Regions from separate parts of the Sus scrofa genome. Here region 2 is linked to region 1. Evidence: chromatin contacts called from public Hi-C data. All regions are on one chromosome and are shown on one strand. Each heading gives the region's core, a stretch centred on a gene start, on an enhancer-like site or on the middle of the called end of the contact. The rest is flanking DNA. Distances are from core to core; before and after follow the strand shown.

Region 1 (3,079 bases), core at 162-2,661:
GAGGCACAAATCTATTCCAAGCCCGAGTAAAGCAAATGACCCATCGCAGAGCAACACTGATGGTCACTCAGGGGTCTAGCAATTCCTGTGCAAAATATCAAAACACTGTACTTAGAATACTCAGGGCAGTGAGAACCTGGTATCTTCCACACCATCTTGAAAAAGCACTGTTTTGTTTACTTGTTTGTTTGTTGACATAGTTTGTGTGATTAAGAAGTGCTACTATCTTATGGGAATAAGACAAAAACCCCTCTCAAATTATCTTGCTTTGGAATTGCCAAATTTAACCTATTGCATGTGTGTATTCAATTTGGAGATTGTTGTTTTATTTGTTTTAGGTGGGTAGTAAGAGGGTGTGGAGTAAGGCTTTGCAGGGATTACTGCAGAAGGCATTATATTTTCATAAAGAGGGAAAAATACACCCATCTCATAATTACAAGTATTTGGAGTTGAAACATTGAGACAGTTTGTATTCTTGCCTTCCATATTTCCTCATTTGCAAAATGTTTCACAATCATTTAAATCCTTCCTCCAAATATTTATTCATTCTCTTATTTATTCAGGACGTACCACGCCCCATCAGGGCTAGTAACACTGTGATTCTTGGAAAGCTGGTCTCCGACGCTTTTAAGCATCACTACCCTCCCGGCTTTAAAACTAACTCCTGAAACCCCCCCCCCCCCCAGAGAGATCGAAACACGTTTCCTGTGTGAAAATATACACGGGGAAAAGAAACGTGTCAGTTGTATTCACCCGGAACCAGCCTAGAGCGGGCACGCCAGCGGGTTAGTGAGGTTTTCTTTGTAAAGGGCAACCTCTGCATTTTAAAGGGCGCAACCCGGTCACCCCAAAAAATGCAATTGAAAGGGCGCCTGAGGTCAGGACCGGACACTCGGCCACTCCTTTTTCGGCCGGGGAAACCTGGGAAACATTTTTTGGGCTCCGTCCGAGTCACGAGGCAGTTCCACGGCAGGAATTGTGCAATGGGGAGAGTCGGGCGGGCGTCCGGGCTTGGAAAAACGTGGGGAAGGCTTCCACGGTGCCAACTCCCCCGCCGGGAGCTGCGAGGCACTAAGGCGCGGCCAGGACAGCGGGGCTCTGGGAGGCCCCAAATCCGGGCCAAGAGCGCCTCGCCTCGCTGTAGGGGTCGGGGATGGAGAATCGGGGGGACGCCGTCCCCCGTCTCGGGCAGAGTACGCCGCCGCGCGCGGCCCTGGACTCTGCGAGTGCCCGGAGCGCTAGAGGGAACGGCGGCCGCGGGCGACGCGAGGGAACGCAGCCTCGCCACATCGATCGCGGCTGGGAACTCCGGGCTCGCACTTTCGGTAAGAGCACCGGGGCTTCCAGCAGCGCCGCGTCCCCGCCCCCGCCGGCCCGGCTGCCCTTTCGGATGGTGACGCAGTCGGCGGGGTACGCAGAAGTCTACGCGGAAACCCGGAACCTCCCCGGCCGCGGGCGCCGCCTTCCCGCCCCCGCGCAGCCCCAGCCCAGCGGTGCTCCTTCGCGCCCCACGCCGAGTGTCACGCACCGAGCGAGGCCTTGAGATGCGCTGCAAGGGTTAAACATCCGAGCAGTCCCTGGATGCGGACTCGGTGATAAACATTCAGACACATTGGTTTACTCATATCACTACGCGTGGGACTTACGCACTATTATTAGCTTCACTTAGAGTTGGGGAAACAGGCTAGAAGAAAATTGTTACTTAGTTTTTTTTTTTTAATTGGAATATAGTTGACTTAAGTTTCTTCTTGAAATCAAGGCAGAGCTGCGAATCAAATCCAGGGTAATCTTGACTCAGCTCTATCATAATTCTCTTAGATCAGCCACTACATGGCTTTCATTCCCGTGAGCAAGTAACAGGTGCGCAGGTAAAGTGAGAAATGGAGCCCCTCTTCCCCGGGCAACAGGGGCAGTTTGCTTCTGGTTGGTGCTCACACACATGTCCAGATGTGCTGGAAAAATAAAAACTTTACATGTGTATGTGTGTGTATGTACACACACACACACACACACACCATGAAGTGGCAAAGGTTGGAACGATTTCTCAGCCCTTGTGCCTCCACTTTCAAGCTATGTATTCGGATCAGGGACACTTATCATACGGGATTACTGGAAGATTAAATAAAACAGTATTTACATGGGTGTTAGCAGCTGGAGGACCTCAACACCTGTTCATTCTCTCCCTGTGAATTCTCTCTTATTTTTACAGCGTTCCTGGGAACATCGGGGCATTCACCCTCTTCAACACCAACACTGGAGAGGGGGTGTGCAGTCTTTCAAGGTCAACACCTTTTCTGACAGATGATAGATTGAATCCATTCAATGGAAGATCACTTTCCCCATCACCATCACCAAGCTAGGGGCTCTGTCTCTTGGCTACTGCAAGGGCTCTTTCCATCACACACACACACACCCACACACCCACACCTTTTTCCTCCAGAAGCTTTGGAACAGCTCTGAGGCCAAAGCGTGACTTCCTCGGTGACCTGATGGTGATGAGGTGGGCAGGGACCTCCAGGAAGCGGGAAGGCTAGAGGAGGAAGTAGTCAGGGAGCTTGCAGCCTGCCATCCCCCCCCCCCCCGCCTCCCCCAGAGAGGGGGAACCCTCCCAGCTGCACCTGGGCCTCTTTGCTGGCCAGGGCTGGGCCCTTTTTGGTAACTCGGGAAGCAGCTGCAGCCTAGTAAAAGAGAACAGTTCCTGTGTGCGGGTGGGTGGGTGTGCGCGTGCGCGCTGGAAGGGGGGCGTTTCTGGTTGTGGAATGTCCAAACCCAAGTAGGTTAAAGTAAAAAGGAATATGTCGGCTTTAGGATTCTATCCGGAATGGGGCAGACTCTTTCCATGGCAAATCATTTCAGGTTCAGCACAGAATTTTGAGGTGAGTTTATCTCGAAAAGTGAAACAGAATGGAAGTTTTCTAACATCGTAAAAATCTTGGGAATTGTGCACTCTGCTTGGATTGTAAAATCACTACTCACTGGAGCGGCTGTTTTTCTCTTCCACTGCTCCATTTTGTGAAATGAGGCTGAAATATCTGGACAGCCCTTTCCCTTGGGTCCCCTGGAATGTTGGGAACATGAA
Region 2 (3,079 bases), core at 394-2,893, 34 kb after region 1:
GCCTTCCCTGAAATACGATTCTTTCCTGTTTCTCTGTCCACTCATATCATTCCCACCTGTTCTTTTAAGGCCCAGTTTGAGAAAAAGAAAAAAAAGATTTCGATGAATAACCAAGCCTACCATGTGTGTCTGGCCTGCTTTATCTTAGTTCACTTTCAGCATAATCTCTGTGAGGAAGGTATTGTCCCAATTGAACAGGTGAAGAAAATGATGCAAAGAGCCCCGTGTGGCAGGTGAGGCCAGACTTGCACTCAAACACTTACTTACAAGGTAGGCAGCTGGCCCCATCTTGCCACCTGATTCTCTTGTATTCTCTGTTAGCTCTGCTATCCCCTTCTAGAAGGCCACCCTGGAGATTGGGTAGTCTGCCCCTTAGCTCTTATCCGCAAACTGTGAGTTGTTTAGGGTAACACAAGTGGTTAATGGAGGGAGCTAGACCTAAAACCCAGAACTCCAGTCAAATGCTCTTTTCACGCACCTGCACCACCACATGAGCACTTGCTCGGAATGAAGTAAGCTGCAGTAACTCCCATGCCTTCAGGCAGGAATCCTCCTGCAGGGTTAGTGGAATCAGGGCATATGGGGAAGCCTAACTGCGCAGTGAGCTGAGCTGCAGAGGTCTGACCATGCATCTGAATGAATCTGCCTAGGCAGATTCTCATCCAAAGATTTCTGGAGAGAAGGTACTGGAGTATTTTAAGCATGGGAGTGAATGGAACACATGAAATTTTCAAAGCTCACAGTGTAGAATTAACTGGAGACTGGATTAAATACAGAGTGACAATTTAAGAGATGTTTATGCTCTTTCAGATGAGAGATGGTGGCAGCTAGGCTCATGTTGTTGAAACACTTAAGAGAAACAAGTGGACTGGAGACCTATTTAGGAAGTAAAATCATGATTTAGCTGTAGACTGCCTATGGGGTATGAATCCTGGCTGGGGTGTGACGTTGACTAAGAAGACTTAATTTGTTTCCTCATGGATAAAATGAAGATAAAACCCATTTTAAGGGATTTGGTAAAAAAAAAAAACCCGAAAATCGCTAGACCCACATTAAATATCAACAAATGCTTTTATTACTATGTATGAAAAATTTTTTTATTTTGAGACCTTTAAATACAGAATGGGTAGGACCCAAAGTGACTTGTCAACATTGTTAGATTTATTTCTCGTTAAGTTCATGTTAGTCTCGTGCTCCACAAGCTCGGCCTCTCACTCGGTGGGAACAGGGGTCAGAGAACTGTGAGAAATGAATCTCGGCGCACTAACATGTGGTGGAGGGCACTCCAAACTCGGGAGGGGTCCACCTATGGCCACATCCTGACCGTTTCATCTTCTGGGCTCGCAGACCCGTCATCCCTATATGGGTGTTCCTAGGAGACCGTGTTAAAAAGAAGCAAGCGACTGAAGGGCGAGGGCGTGAGCGAAGCCAGGTGGGGGCGGGGCGGGAAGGCAGGAGGCGCTGGCTCCTGGACCGGGGCTGGTGGCTGTGCCACCGCCTCCTCCGCGGTCCCCGCCCCTCTTTCCGGGGCTGCCGCGTGTGACGTCACGAGGAGGCGGGACTGGCCGCGGGGTAGGCGGGGGCGAGCCGCGGGGCGGGGCGGGAGGCGGGTGCGTCGCCTTGCGCAGGCCGCGGCGGCCGCGGAGTAGCGAGCTGCGGCGGACTACCCCGGCCCGTGTCCCAGATCTGATAACGCGCCCCGCGCCCCCTTCTCAGCCCCCGGCGCGTGCACGCCGGGGCCCTGCGGGGCTGGCCACTTAGGGAGCGGGCGGCCGGACCCCGACCGGCGCAGCGACCCGGAGCTCTCCCAGCCCAGGCGCACACGGAAGTGGTGAGTGTCACTGAGTGGAGGTGGAGGAGCCTGCGGCGGCCGCGGGCGACAAGAAGAGGGGCGCGGAGCCCGGCGCTTGCGGGAGACGCGGCCGCGGCTGTCGGGCCTCGCGCGCCGCTCACCCCGGGTCGCTCTGTGAGCGCGGCGCCGGAGCCGGGGGCCGGGCCCGGCCCGGCAGGGGTGGGGGCGAGCGGGGGCGGGCGGGGAAGGCGGGGGATTTCCAGCCAAATGGAGCCGTCCGGCGGCGGGGAGGTTAGGGGCCAGGACTACCAGGCCCTAAGGGGAAAGGTTAAGGTTTGCCGCCCCCTCCTCCAGAGCGCACGCCAAGTTTTCATAAACAAGCCTGAAACGCGCTGACATCCTGTTTATACCACCCTGAGATACAGGCGCTGGCTTGAGGTTTGACGTCCCTCGCTGTTGCGCGGTGAACTTGACCGCCAGCCCTTTGGCAGAATTGCCGGGGAGCGGGGGGCGGGGGTGCCGGGAGGAGGATTTTTCAGGCCTCTGGACCGAGGCTCGGGGTCTTAGGCATTTGGCTTCCTTGCCATCTAGGCGAGGGAAAGTTTCTGGGATTTGGGGCCCTATTTGGGGCAGGGGGCGTGTAAGGGACTCAGGAAACGCCCCCTCCCCTTGTCGGTTCCGTTGGGACTCTGGCCCTAGGCATCCAGCGAAAAGTGCGAAAGTCGCACCCTGGGTGTCGCCAGGGAAGAGGAACAGAGCCACTCGGGGAATTGTGAATCCGACTGTAAAGGGACTGGTTAGCCCGAACTGGGGCTGATCTCTGGTTCCTTGGCGAACTCCTCAGACCCCATCCGCGTGCGGTCGCCAAGCATGAAAGGGAGATGTCGCTTTTGCAGGATTAATAAACACCCCTCTCAAGTCACTCCTCTAGGTTCCAGGGATGTGGGCTCCTTAGATGTGTGTTTCCCCTAAAGGAACTTCTTTAAGGGACTAAATAAAGGCTATGATTATTGCCAGGTGTTGGTGCCCATTTTTTTTTTTTTTGGTATAATTGTATATTCTCTGAATTCCTGTGTGCCGTGGGGAAAAGGATCCCGTCCTCCGTACCACTTCTCTTTGTACCTGGTTCTGAGCTGTCTTCTGCCTGGTTGGAGATATATATATATATATATATTTTTTTAAAGAGTCCAGGGTTTTTCTCTCAGTGACAGGAATTTACAGCTGTATAAAATTGTCGTTTTTTTTTGGAGGAGGAAAGCATTAAAAGTCTGGCATTGTTAAGGCATG

Evidence for each region. Hi-C and Micro-C count contacts between places; a contact is called where the count stands out from the background.
Region 2: a contact with region 1 is called in a Hi-C map of skeletal muscle, with 2.8 times the contacts expected there. The contact joins the promoter of JAK1 here to the enhancer-like site in region 1. A contact is called at or near these places in 1 of 5 promoter capture datasets (liver), 13 of 47 Hi-C or Micro-C datasets (adipocytes, blood, embryonic fibroblasts and 5 more) and 2 of 2 datasets of contacts at active chromatin or transcription factors (alveolar macrophages and skeletal muscle).

The regions. Positions count from the first base shown.
Region 1 is chr6:147,393,665-147,396,743 of Sscrofa11.1, forward strand. It overlaps a transcript of JAK1 not described here. Among named protein-coding and RNA genes, the nearest start is that of JAK1, 34 kb to the right of the region's middle. Within about 2 kb of position 1,412, at least 70 of the 83 cell types and tissues checked have an H3K27ac peak or open chromatin away from gene starts, as enhancers often do. A contact at or near this core is called in alveolar macrophages, embryonic fibroblasts, liver and 3 more, where this site is marked.
Region 2 is chr6:147,427,433-147,430,511 of Sscrofa11.1, forward strand. It overlaps JAK1 (Janus kinase 1), which reads left to right and starts at 1,644. Exons shown (of 25, transcript NM_214114.1): 1 at 1,644-1,831.